Regions from separate parts of the Rattus norvegicus genome. Here region 2 is linked to region 1. Evidence: chromatin contacts called from public Hi-C data. All regions are on one chromosome and are shown on one strand. The core of a region is the stretch at or near the end of the contact, and the rest is flanking DNA. Distances in the headings are between cores, read along the strand shown.

Region 1 (6,811 bases), core at 1,891-4,390:
CTTGCTAACGTGCTCTCCTATTGAGATTCTCAGCCCTGTCTCTGCCTCCCTTCTTGTCCTCATCATTCAAATCGCCAATCATATGCTGACTTTCATCTCAGAGCAAGCATTTGCTCTGCCTGTGTCATGGTGCCCTGGCATCTCCTCGAAGGAAAGTCTAAACCTAGTGAGTCTGCACATTCCAAAATGTGCCAAGCGTGAGAAGGCATCCTTGGGATGACAGCATGAACGAGAATCACTTCTTGGTGCTCGGTAATCCTATGAATTACGAAAATAACGAATGTTCCCAAGATTCACCTGATCTAATATGCCACAGACAAAGCTTCCCAAACTTTACCAAGCACATGAATTCTCCAGGGGGGACTAAAAGATGGCGGTTTCTAACTTGGTCAACTCGCAGTGCACCTTAGTAGTTGACATTTCTAGCAGATGTTAGCATGGACATTTGACATTTGACATTTCCAACAGAGGCCACTGCTGCCTCTCCAGGAACATATTTTGAGAATATTTGCCATGGCCCAAGGTCATCAACTATGACCACCAGATAAGGGACTAGGGACAAGTAATCTAAGCCCTCATAAGACCCTTGAGTCACCCTCAGTGATGAAATCTTAGGTGACTCAGAACAACGACCACTGTTTACATCCTCACGGAGCTCAATACCCGTTGTTGCTGGGTCCTAAGGAAGAGCTAAGTACAAGTGAAAGAAACAGAGACCAGTCAGCACTGATGTGGAAAGCTGACTTGGAGAAAGCCAGGCCAGTTCTCATGGGGAATTGGAGCCAGGTCTGAGCTGGGGTGACATCGTGGGATCCAGCCCCTGAGGGACACTAACTCCTTAAGAAGGGACCATGTCACCCTTCATACAGCCCAGTGTTAGCTCCATTTTAATGCCACATGGTCTTTCCTAGATGCCTTCAGATCCTTTCCTAGAAGGGAGTTGTCTACCATGCTCTTTAGCATCACCAAGCAGGAGCTGTCCCTTCCTAAAGGATCCCCCCCTGTGACAAGCATTCGAGGACACATCAGTTCGCAGGCATCTTCAAGTGGGATTTACTGGTTTTCTAGTCTCAAAGGCAAAGGCCAAAGATGAAGTGTGTACCTTCAGAGATGGTGATGGGAAACCATGTTCCATGTCATGATCTTTAGGAGATGATGATACAAAAGCAAACTTGCCCACTGGGGGAAGACCAATGCCTCAGGGTCACCCTCATATGTGGAATCTAATGACCCTGACGTCATAGAGGACAAGACTAGAATGAATGAGAGCAGAGGCTGAGGGGACTGGAGGGAGAGGATGATAGCCAGTCAACTCTACTAAGTTAGAATTGGTAAGGAAGAATACAAATCTGTCCTGGTGCTTTAATACACAGCAGAGGAACTGGTTAACATCATCATATCAAACATACCGAACACCTGGAAGAAATGGTTTGTATTATTCTCATCAAAAAGAAAGAACCATCATGTCATGTGGGATACCCTAATTTGATCATTACGCAACATATAAATGTATCAAAACTTCATGCTGTGCCCATAAAGACGTGTACAATTGTGTATCTGTCAAAAATAAAAATTAAAAGATGGGACTTCAACATTTTGGGACCGACACTCGATGTTGTCTCTTAGAGGACTTCACTGTTGAGTCGGAATTTTTCAGGTTTTCACCCCCTTACCTGCCTTCCAGCTCTGCCAGCCACTGAGACCAAGCCTTGGAGCTTCTGGGGACACTGACAACCAAGGAACCTAAAACACAGGTTTTTGTAAGAAGCACCCCCAGGGTGGAGCCCAGCATTCGACTGTGAGAGACCAGAGCTACAGAGCATGGGTTGGATCATTCAGTCTGCTGGGTGTTCTCTCTTTCTGGGTCTTGTCAAAGTTTCTCAGTTGAAGTTATTCAGAAAGTTAGTGGCTAAGGAAACAACCATTAACATAATAGGCATTTCCTCTGTCCTTCTTCTAAGTCTCCCAGAATTCTGGCTGCTTTGAAGAGATGAGTTTCTCATCAGATCTGCAGTCACCTTAAATGGTGGCTCACTACCTAGAAGATAAGAGAGCAGCTGAAATGCGGATGGCAGAAGTATGGTTTGTGCCTTGCTTGACTCGTCATGTGTATTCTCGACTGGAGGAAGTGACTCAGACGGGATGTGAGTGCCCAGCACTTAGTTATGGCTTCTGAAGTGATCTGGACTCAGACAAGACCTCTTCCCAGGCTCTCAGGTCAAGGGACTTCTTTCAGGAAGGGACAGGGAGTATCTGGGACAGAGCTGGGAGGTTACTGTTAAAATTATTTGAGAGTTGTGTAGCTCTCTGCAATAACGCTTTGTTGAAAGTCAAAATTATTTTGTTCCCATTTCTTCTCTCAAAGTCAAAAATAACAAGCGTGGGGCTTAGAGAGGAAAGGAGGTTTGTTCTATGTCCAACCAGCACTGACCAAACTTCCTGCCTAGTTCCCTGCCTACCAGGCCCTGGCCAGCCTCCTGTAGCCTATTTCCTTATATTTCAAGAGTTGTTCAAATTCTTAAGACCAGCACCAATTTCACATCCATCGTGTCTGGTGCGAGAATGCTACGTACAAAAACCTAGCACACTACCAAGGAGAAAGCCCGATAAGTGCTTTTGACAGTTTTGTGTGTTTTCGTGAACATCCTTATCAGAGTTCCAAGAGCTGAGCGGAAAAAATCTTTTACAGATGAGCAAACTGAGATTCAACAAAATTAAATAACTTGCCGGAGGCCATGCAGCTCTTTCCCCAGTCCTCTTGAGTCACAATTAACTGTCTGGATCCCAGAAAGAAATTGCAGACCAGCATCTAGACAATGGGAAATGAGCCGTCTAGAGGTGGCTGCCCTTAAAGGAATGTGGACTGCTGTCTGGGAGCTTCAGTACCCGTAGTGACCACACTCGGTACCTCCAACTCCCAACTCTGGGAGTGTTTAAAAGGATGAAAGGCTTATCCCAAGTAAACCTTTTATTATCTTAAAGTTCAGAGAGCACATTAAACACTGCAGGCCAACTGTTGGTGAGTGTGAACAGTCCAAGTTAATCCAAAATGTTCTGCGTCTCTGCCTGGGTCAGTGCAAGACACTGCCAAACAAGACTGGCACTGACCATTGAACCAAAGCCTGTCTCTAACAGAGTTTAAAACAGTCATTGTGCACACATGCCCCTTCGGGGCCCTATAGATTGTTCTGTTTACTAAATCTCTACTGGCTTCTGGTTTGCATTTTTCTTTTTTTGTGTGTTCAACAAAGGATATATTGTTCATTACTAAGATCCCTTGATTAAAAATCCAAGTGTTGAGTAATCCCGCTGTTCCTAGCTGTGCTAACCCCTCCCCCGTTCCCTGATTTTCATCTACTTCAACTTCCTTCTCCATCCATCTCATGAGGAGTGGATCTGAACCCACATCTGTTTGATGTTACTGATATTGCCTTAGACACATGTGCCTGTACAAAAGGATCCCAGAAAGACTCAGGACGGGATGGGGAGATGGGAAGAGAGGGCTGGGTTGCTGGGAACCGTCACTCTCCTGATCTTGTCGGTAATGCGTGGTTCCACAAAAATTAGCTTCAGGCATTAACTATTAATGTTGCTCTGAGTTTTAGGTAAGAATTAAATGACTTAGTAGTTGTTAGTTTGGAAGACAGCCAAGACTGGCCAGCTGCCATCGAGCACCCTGGGAAGACGGTTTGCATCCCAGACAATAAGGGCAACACTTGCTACGGTGGAGGGGCACTACTGTGCCACGGAGCCCCTATCAAGCAGAAAGCACAGAGGTGCCACAGCAGTGGGGTGTTAGAGGTTGGGTGACGGCATCCAGGAGGTGGACACAGTTCAAGTTTTACCTATGAGTGTCCCTGTCATTCACACTAAGAAGATGGAAATGGGTCTTCAGACATCTCTGAAGAGTCAGGAAGAATCTCTTTCTCAGAAAAGTGATCACTGCTACCAAGCCAACAGGTGATCTAATCAGCCCGACCAGACAGGGCAACCCCAAGATGTCTCTGAAAGATGAGACGTTTTCTTTATCAAGATGTCCTGGGGGTAAATTTAACACCTCCCCCATCTCAACTGTTTCAGATCAAGCTATTATTGTTTTCTAGAAAGTTCTTATGAAACCAAATTAACTCCTAAACTCCCAGGGAGCATGGCCTTGGGTCTAGCCTTCAGGACAAGTTGGGAGCATGTGTATCTATAGCAACCGCATTAACAGGGTATCCCAGGGTCCCCAGAAAATGTGCTTCCTGACGAGGGTCACCATCGTGTCATCTGTTAAGAGTCTGTGGTTGAGACCATGCATTCATTTCTCACCGAGGAGACTGTTGTGTCACTCAACATGACCAGAGGAAACTATCTATGCCTGAGAACAAAACCAACTTAATTTCACTGTGCTCCCGGGACATAAAATCCCAAGAATCAGGAGAGTAGGCAATACTGTTTAAAACATTAGTTTTATTGCACGGATGATGGTATCTCTCACTGGAATGTGGCTCTCAGGGAAACCAAGCTAAGAAGGCTATAGGATGGTCACCTTCTAGCCTTTCCCAGCGAGAAATGTTCATTGTGTCCTCAGAAGGGGATTCTGTCAGAAGCTGGGAGGCAGTGACATAGCTACTCAGGCTGCACAGACGAGTGTGTGTCACACAGAACCAGACAGGGTGCTGTTCAAACAAATCTCAGAGATGACACACACTGAGAGTCTCTCTCCCTCCCCTTCCCCCCCTTCCCTTCCTCTTCCTCCTCCTGCACCAAGAGCCTTGGGGCCTAAGGACTGGATTTCTGTCCATTTCATATCTGCCCTGGTGACCTTCCATGGCACAAGCAGGTCTTGCTTGTCTCGTATCCACAGGAGCCTGGTCACCACCTTACTGTTCTGGTTTTGACAGACTTTTTCCTTCCCTTTGGTGTAAGCGCTGAAGGCCTCCGACTGCCCCATGCTCTGGAATGCGATGAAGACAAGGCAGCTTGTAGCCTTTATAGTTCTCACCACTTGAAAGGCTGTGACTGGTTTGAATGACAATCCAACGATTGAAACCACACATACTATAAAACTACCAAATGTGCACGGGTAAATGTTTTACTTTTTTTTTTCCCCTTTGCTGTGACAAAACACCCTGGGAGGAGCAACTTTTAGAGAAAGAAGGTCCATAGCTCCAGTCCATCACGTGGGGAAGTCAAGGAAGGGACTTGAAGCAACTAGTCGCTCGGCATAGAGCAGACAGGGATGGATGCATGCACACAAGCTCCTCAGCTCACTCTCTCTCTGCTCTTTGGCCATTCAGGATCCAAAGCCAAGGAATGGTGCTGCCCACTTTTACGCTGGGTCTTCATACAGTCCAGACAACATCCTACAGACATGTCCACAGGCCAACCTGGTGTCATAATCCCTCACTGAGACTCTCCTCCCAGGTGCTTCCAGACTGTCACAGCTGACAAACCATCTCACAGCTGAAACCTGAGAACAGGGAAGAATCAGTGCCTTGGCGTTTGTGTGCCGCATCTTTCTGGCTCTTTATTAAAACGCTCTTTTCTTCTGAAGGAGCAGCCTTGGCTTGGCTGTTGTCCGTGGTAGTGTTGTTATTGTTGTTCATTTATATAACTGCCTTTGAGCTGAATTCAGAAAGGACTAACGGAGAAACATGTCTACCTTGTACTGAGACGCTCAACCACCTGTTCAACAGGAGAGGAGTCGTGACAAAGCCCTTCATTGACCAACTGCAAAAAAAAATCCTTCCTCCAGCCCCACCTTCTCTCCCCACCCTTTGGCAAAAACACTGAGTAAATAGTACACTTAGTGCCAAGATGTGGAGGTCAACAAACTCTTGCTTTGTCACAGGAACCTGGGAATCAGGTCAAGTAGACTTCAGGGAATGTCAGACCTGCCCGCCCCATGGAGTTTGAACCTGAGGATTAACAGTAAGAGAGTCTGGAGGATGCTCGCCAAGAAGATACGCAGCAGACACCTGATGCCACGACTTGGCTTGGCAACACGTAAGAGGTTTAGCAATGCAACCTCCATTGACCTCAGCCAGGGGTTGTATATGGTGGTGGAGCCTTGCTCTAGAGTGTTCATCGCAGACTCTAAGCTGGCTCCTGAGATTCCCTGAGGGCCCTGGTGAACAGGCCCCTTACTCTTGAGGTTGGATAGGACTTGTGAACAAATACTGTAGAAAGAATATCTTATATCTGTATGGCTGTGGCACCTGTCAATATCTACCCGATGCCCTATGGCTTAGGCAAGAAATAGGGGGTCGGGGTGTGGAACATCCAGAAAGAGAAAGAATTCTGGGATATAGCTAGGCATAGGAGATTCACCCGGGAAAGATGGGACAAGACAGATGAACGGTGTCTGAGCACAGGTAAGGAGCCACATGGCAGAATGTAGATTAAAATAAATGGGTCATAATAAGTTATGATCTAGTCAGAGAAGAGCCTAGCTATATGGCCAAGGTGTTTGTAAATGTATTTTGAGTCTGAGTTTTATTTCTGGGAACATGGGACTAGGAGGAAGAACCAGGACAAAACTTCTACAAGACACCAAATCCTTCTTGTGATTAGGTCGCACGACAGAGCAAAGGAAACAACAGTCCCTCAGCAGTTGACTTGAGTGTAGGGACTCCAAGGGTTTGATTTGATCAGCTGGTTATAAAGGCCTGGACTAGTCAAGTGAGTGCCTAAAAGGAAGACCACAGTCAGACATAAAGGAGACTGGAGAGAGGTGAAGCAGTTTTAAATACCAGGAGCAGACCTGAAAACCTTGAATGGGAATCCAGCTTTAGCCAGTACCTTCCTTTCAGCCTTTGTGACCCTA
Region 2 (6,811 bases), core at 1,466-3,965, 140 kb before region 1:
TCCGGGTGTGCCCATTGCCCAGCTCAGCTTCCCAGGGCGCCTAACGAGGGCCGCTGCTGCCCCCTGGCGTCCACCCCGAGCCCCGACATGACGGTGAAAGGCCTGCTGGGTGCTCCACACCACCAGCTCCTACCCGCCTGGGGCAGGAGAAGCTGCCCCAAACTCCCAACCAGGCCTCCGTGCCCGGACCTCCACATCTTCTTCCTCCTCCACTGAACCCTGGCTGCGCGGATGCGTATGGAGGGAAGATACACGCGGGGACCAGCCAGGGACCCGAGCACAGATGGAAGTGGAGGGGTTCGGTCATGTGTGGACAGTAGCGGGGCTCCATGGAATGGGTAGTACGAAGTCCCGGAGGAAGCAAGGCCCAGGAGAAGTAAGGGACCCACGAAGGGCACAGGCCAGCTGCTCTGGCTGGGGACAGCAGCGGGTCGCGCGCCAAGCAGAACGGGACCTTAAAGCTCGGCGAAAATGCCCTCGGCGCCGCGGGGACGGACAAGATGGGGGAGGTGCCCCCACAGTGCGCCAGCGGGGTGGGTTCAGCTCCCGAAGGAAAGCTCCGGCCTCCTCCCGGAGCTGGAGGGTGGATTCGAGCTCGGGAATTCGGGGTGGCCTGGATCCCCGAATGCTTTCAACTTTTTTTGTGGTAGTCTAGGGGTTCTTGGAGGCCTTGGTTAGAAAACTCTCCTTCCCGGCCGCTGCGCACACTCAGAACGCGGCGCGCTGCGTAATCAAGCCGCAGCCCAGCCGCAGAGAAAAGACACTAAATAAAGCAACTGTACCACGGAGAGGATGCTTAAAACCCAAAACTTCTGCGGCGGAGCAGCGGCTGGCCGTATTTAAATGACCCTGTGCCACTGCACCTCAGCTACCAGTCAGGCCCAGGGAGGCGCTCAGAGCCTCCCCAACCGGGCCATCAGCCCTCCGGCCCTCTTGCGGCCGAAACCCACCCTGTCCTCTCAGGACCCGGAGCCTGGGCCCACGGACTGCAGTGCAAGGCTGCCTGGGGACCATTCCGGGATGCCAGCCCGGGTCCCCGGAGCCCGGAGGTGGCAGCTATGTGTCCAGGGCGCTCAGGGCGTCTCCCTGCCTCAGATCTCTGGGCCCCGGGCTTCTCCGGGCGCAGCTCGCGGTGCCCAAGCCCGACCGGTCTCTCGATTCCCGTTTCGGGGTCTCCGGGACCGTGGCCGCCGGTGGCGCCGCCGCGCCCCTCAAACCCACCCAGAGCCAGTGTGGCAGTGCCACCCTGCGCGTGGCTGCCTGGCGTGGAGTCTAAACCTGGGCCTGGCTTCGGGCAAACGTGGCTGCGTGTGCATGTGTGTGCGGGGTCGGCGTGGGTACCGGAGCTGGGGGCGGTAGGGGCTGCCACCCAGTCCGGGCCGGGGCGGCGTACAGTAGCGCGCGGGGGCGCGCGGGCCAATTCCAGGAGCGCGGCAGCCGGCCGCGCCCAGCCTGATACCGGAAAGGCCTGTGATTGGCCGTCGGTCTCCCCTATGCAAACGAGCTGAGGGAATGGAATTCCTCGGGCCGGGCTTACAGTAAAAGCACGTTCATTTCCAGGCACTCTCATTCATAGAGCCAGCGGGCGCGGGCAGGACGGGCGCCCCGCGGCCGGACCCAGCCAGGGCACCACGCCGCCCGGCCCCGCGGCTGGCACTTCCATCCTGAGCTACCGGAGACGCAAGAAAGTCACCCTTTGCCGCTCTTCTTAGATCTGCGTTGGACCTCCTTGTTTTCCTTTTCTTTTTGTTTTTCCTTTCTTACTTTTGAATGAACCGGCGTCTAGGCTTTGGATGTTTCAACTTTTCTCCTGGCTGTAAACTTTTCTCCGATTGTTTCTTTTGACAACTGCGGGAGAAAGTGTTCCGGGCTTCCAGGCGAGCGGTGAAGTTGCGTGTGCGTGGCAGGGTGCGTGGGAGTGAGCGTGTGTAACTCGAGTCTACTGGTCTACGGCGCCTCCTCCCAGGCCCGCTCCACCTGCTGCGGTTACACGGTGCTCGCTCGTGGGTATTTGTGCGCCCCAGCAGAAAACCAGCCAGCGCCGGGCGACGTTGGAGGAAGATCATCTTGCTACTGCCAGAGTCTGGGCTGACTCACTCAACCAATGTAGACAGTGGCTGACTTCCGAAGAGTGCATGTCTGCCTGTGTGTGTGTGACCCAACTGCGGCTCAACTCCCACCAAACCACAGGATCAGCCACAAACTTAACCATCGTTCCCAAACCAGAGTCCTCAGCTGTGGGAAGCTCTACCCTGAGTGTCATCGAATTTGATTTTTTTTTTAAGATTAGCTAGAGATCTTCGTAAAGTACTGACCATTTATTTGGCCAGAATTTATTGAGAGAATAATGACAAGTGCTTCTATCCCAGTCTTCTAACTACTGAAGCTGATTTTCAAGGCTACTTAAAAAAAAAAAAAAAAAACTGCGGCGAACATTAATGGATTTCTGTTGTGTTTAAATTCTCTACAGATTGTATTGTAAATATTTTATGAAGTAGATCATGTGTATATATCTATATATACGAGCACATACATTAGTAGCACAATCTTTGAAAGTTGGCGGCTCTCGCTTTTGAGAACGAAGTGAGTTTTTCATGGTAAGAGGGGCGCTCTGTATGGAAGACACTCCCAAGTTTTGTATTTTGTTGAGACTTTAAACAAAACTGACCCGCAAGAAAGAAAAACAAACTGACAGGCAATGAACTGCTGGAACTTCCAAATCTAGTTTGTTTTTTTTTTTTTTCTGGTCATTTTTTTTAATTCTGCGCATAAATATTTTAGGACGCATACGGGAATTTTGCCTCCGGGACCGTTTGTAATAGCCAAAGACTGAACTCCAAACTCTGAAAGCGAGGCTCCTTGGGGCATTTGACTTTGAATTCTGGGTTGCCCACTTTTCAATGCACTAAGCGGCCAGTTGCTAACCCTGCCTGGGTGTAAGGCCGATCCGCGTAACTAGATCTCAGTCCTGCTACCCCCACAACCCTCCGGTAGTAATAAAGGCTCCTGAACTTGTATGTTGGTCTCCCGGGAGCAGCTTGCAGAAGATCCGAGTCCCTGTCGCCGTCTAGTAGGAGCTGTTTTCAGGGTCCTTACTCAATCGGCTTGTTGTGATGCGTATCCCCGTAGATGCCAGCACGAGCCGCCGCTTCACGCCGCCTTCCACCGCGCTGAGCCCCGGCAAGATGAGCGAGGCGCTGCCGCTGGGCGCCCCGGATGGCGGCGCCGCCCTGGCCAGCAAGCTGAGGAGCGGCGACCGCAGCATGGTGGAGGTACTAGCTGACCACCCCGGCGAGCTAGTCCGCACCGACAGCCCCAACTTCCTCTGCTCCGTGCTGCCCACTCACTGGCGCTGCAACAAGACCCTGCCCATCGCTTTCAAGGTACTCCTGTCTAGAGAGGGTGGCGGGAGGAGCAGGTGGAGGCCGGCCGCTGGCCAGAGTGAGCCTAGGGGGCAGAGGCTAAGGCGGCTTCTAGAGAAGGGTGCTGCCTGTATAAGCCTCTGTTTGGTCCTTCTCACTGAGTTTGGGATGGGGGGGAGGATGCTGCGTTGCCGTGGCGACCCTCGGAAGGGACCCACCTTGGCCACCCGCAGAGGTATCCAAGAGAGAGTTTTGGTTGTTTTGGTTTTTGGTTTTTTTTGGGGGGGTTTTTTGTTTTTTGTTTTTTAATTTTTATTTTTTAAGATAATCCCAGAACATCTGCCAAGGACCTTCCTTATCTTTGCTACGAAATTAGAAAAAGTTAGAACCTTGGAGCGGGCCAGTCCATCTTCCTTAGTTAGGCTCCCTGGACCTCTGGATGGACACCCATCTCTCAAATGAAGAGATAGATGGACACCTATCTCTCAAATGAAGGCATCGGGAAATAAAATAAAAGATGCTTTACTATCTTCCGGTCAGTAAAAATAAACCAAGGGGACGCCAGGGATCCCACCCCCCACCCCGCCGGTTCGTTTGTTTTTTGTTTTGTTTTTTTTTTTAACCGCCCTATAGGATTCGGATTCAGCGTGTCCAAAGTCCGCGGCAGGCGTAGTTAAGTTTGCCAAAGTCCGGAGGAGTTTTTCGAGCCTGTAGCCTGCTCCTGCCAGAAGCCGCTAGTAGTGAATCCTGTTGCTTTTTCTGGAACCCTCCAGAATATTATGGCTGGCTCACCTAAATTAAGCCCCAGGCAAGAAAGGTGACGGGGTGTCTTCCGACACCTGGAAAGGTCCGGTCGAGCAGCTTTTCTGTTAGAGGAAGGGGCCGGGTAGACGCGGCCACTTCAGGTGGGCAGCTCACGTCGCTCTGGTCGCTTTTCACCCTGATCTAGCCCTGGCTTTGAGTTGCCTCTAAAACTTGGCCTTCAGAAGCGATGTATAAACAACCTTGGGCGGTTTAAAAAAAAAAAACCACCCCACTCCTCTGGCAGGGAGCTGGAGGAATTCAGATTCTCCTCTTTGGTCTTCTTCGGGGTAGGTTTTAAAAGCTACAGCGGAAAGCAAATTGACTCTGTCAAGTTGCGTTCTTTTAAAAAGCTAATGAAGGCGGGGGGACCCAAGCTGTAAAGTGAAGCTGCTCTTCCCCCCCCCTTTTTTTTCAATTTAGCTGAATAATTGTCTCATTTAGGAGGGAGAATAATTTAATTTAATTTAAGCTTTTCGTAGTCCCAGGCCTCAGCTGGATCTTGATCTAATTACAATGAATAACGCTCACTTTTTGAAAAGTGCTATCCGGGGTTCCTTAATTTAATACTAAAAACACCGTCCACGTTTTAAAAATCACAGAAGTAGAATTTGCAACCGACTCTGTCTACAGAGGTGCCTGCCTTTGCCGCTGTTTTGAAAGCAACATTTTTAAAGGGGGTAGTGTATGGGGCTGAGAGTCAGAAGGGGAGCCAGGCACTTGGTTTTTCCTTCCCTTCCAGTTGTTAGAGAATCCACCCCAATTCCTTTAGAAAAACAAATTTAGCTGCTGTTGTCTTCAGTTACCCTGAGAGAGACCAGACTGGCCTGGCCCTAAGGTCACTTTCAGAGAACAGAGTGATGTCAGGCTCATTGTAGTCAACCAAAGGGCCATTTAAGGTAGATTTCCCTGTGCAGCTGAGCTAAGGGGACTTGGTGAAGAAATTGGGGCCTTCTCTGAGCTGCCTTGATGTTGTTGCTGTTGTTGCTGCTGCTGCTGCTGCTGCTGCTGCTGCTGCTGCTGCTGCTGCTGCTGCTGCTGCTGTTCTGCCAGGGAATCCTAGTTTGTCACTAAATGGTTGATTTTTAATATGGTCTTCAGGAGTTGAAGTGATACAGTCTTGAGCCACCACCACGGAAATTTTTTTTTTTTAAAGAACGAAAGGCCATACATATTGCTTTTACAAGCCACGAAAAAAAAATTCCTTTTAACAAAAATAATCACTGCCGTAGAGACTCTCTTTTACAGATGATTTTGGGAAACCCGCTTCTTAAAGAGCCTCAGTGTGTTTTCCTGAGTGACAGCCCAGTAGCTATGACAAAGGTCACGGTGGACAGGGAAGTTGAAAACTCAGACCTCTGGATTAATATCTGTCACCACCTCTGCAGTCCCACAGAGGGAGGGCTGCTCCAAGGAGTTCAGCACCCTGCTGACCTCAGTCAGTAGATAGAATTTGCGGAGGGAAAGGAGGTTTAAGGATTGATTTTAAGAGGAAGCTGTACTCCAAAACAGACGGCATCCTTGCTGTATTTGTTCTGGGTCCCTGGTCCCTCTGTGTGCCAGTCCCTACCAAACACACTGAGGTGGGTTCTACCGGAAAAGGTTGTTCACATTCACTTTTAAATTAAGACCCAGGCATCTCTTTAGGGGTTAATCCTGCAGGAATTATCCTATCCCCTGAGATAAAAATCAGATCATGGGAAGCAGTGCGTTCAGATCATAGGGAGAGCGTCTTCCAGAATCTGCTGAAGTTTTGTTAAGTCCTCCGCTTCAATCTTCAGAATTGTCAAGAGATTTAAAATCACGAATTCCTTGAAAATAGATTAAAATGTTGCTCATGGTCCTCCTACCCCTCTCTGCACCTGCACACCTGACCTTTTAGCACAGAGAAACCGTTTCAATGCTGAGAGATTGGGAAGTCTGCTACATTCTAAGCAGTGTTTGCAGATGCCGCCTACAAAGTGGCTTAGGTGACTTGCAATAGATTTTGTAACACTGTAATAGTATAGTTTGTTTAGCCCCTGGTACACCGGAGCACAAAGATAGAAACATACCTTCAGCCAGGAAGTTCAAAGACCATGGGTGCTGATGGAGTATGCTTTTCATAAAAATAAATAAATAAATATAATTCTGGCAGGAAGACCACAATCCCTAGCTATGCATTAAATATCATCTCAGATAAATTATACATTCCACTCCACGGCCTCTTTGAAACTCAGGAAGATTAAGAAATTTGCAGTAAATAAATTGCTAACTTTAACTTCAGCCTCTAAAATTGTTGGAAAATGCCAGTTTCAAACTGAGAACCGGCTAGCCAAGAGCAGTGCTGGGAAGTCCTTAGAGCGGAGAGGGCAGCTGATATTTTGCCCAACTTCCTGATACTTGAAGAAGAGAGAAGTTCAACAAAATATGAGCTATCTTTGGCCAGCAAGTCCCTTCTTGTCTGTTTGGTCTGTGCTAAACGTAAATGTTTCTCTCCCTTACCTATTGTTTATGGCTTTGTACTGCAGATGCCGCTTCGCATTTCTGTTTGAAGTTTGATTTTTTTTTCCTCTCATCCTTTTTATAATCGTCTCTCATTAACAAAACCTATATCCAATCGGAAGACATCTTAGCTTTATATAAAACAACAGTAACACTAATAACCT

The links. Hi-C and Micro-C count contacts between places; a contact is called where the count stands out from the background.
Region 2: a contact with region 1 is called in a Hi-C map of the Rat2 cell line, with 6 times the contacts expected there. The contact joins the promoter of Runx1 here to the enhancer-like site in region 1. A contact is called at or near these places in 2 of 12 Hi-C or Micro-C datasets (the Rat2 cell line and hepatocytes).

The regions. Positions count from the first base shown.
Region 1 is chr11:45,273,935-45,280,745 of GRCr8, reverse strand. No RefSeq gene overlaps it. Among named protein-coding and RNA genes, the nearest start is that of Clic6, 54 kb to the right of the region's middle. Within about 2 kb of position 3,140, at least 6 of the 93 cell types and tissues checked have an H3K27ac peak or open chromatin away from gene starts, as enhancers often do.
Region 2 is chr11:45,417,229-45,424,039 of GRCr8, reverse strand. It overlaps Runx1 (RUNX family transcription factor 1), which reads left to right and starts at 2,715. Exons shown (of 6, transcript NM_017325.2): 1 at 2,715-3,383. The coding sequence starts at 3,114.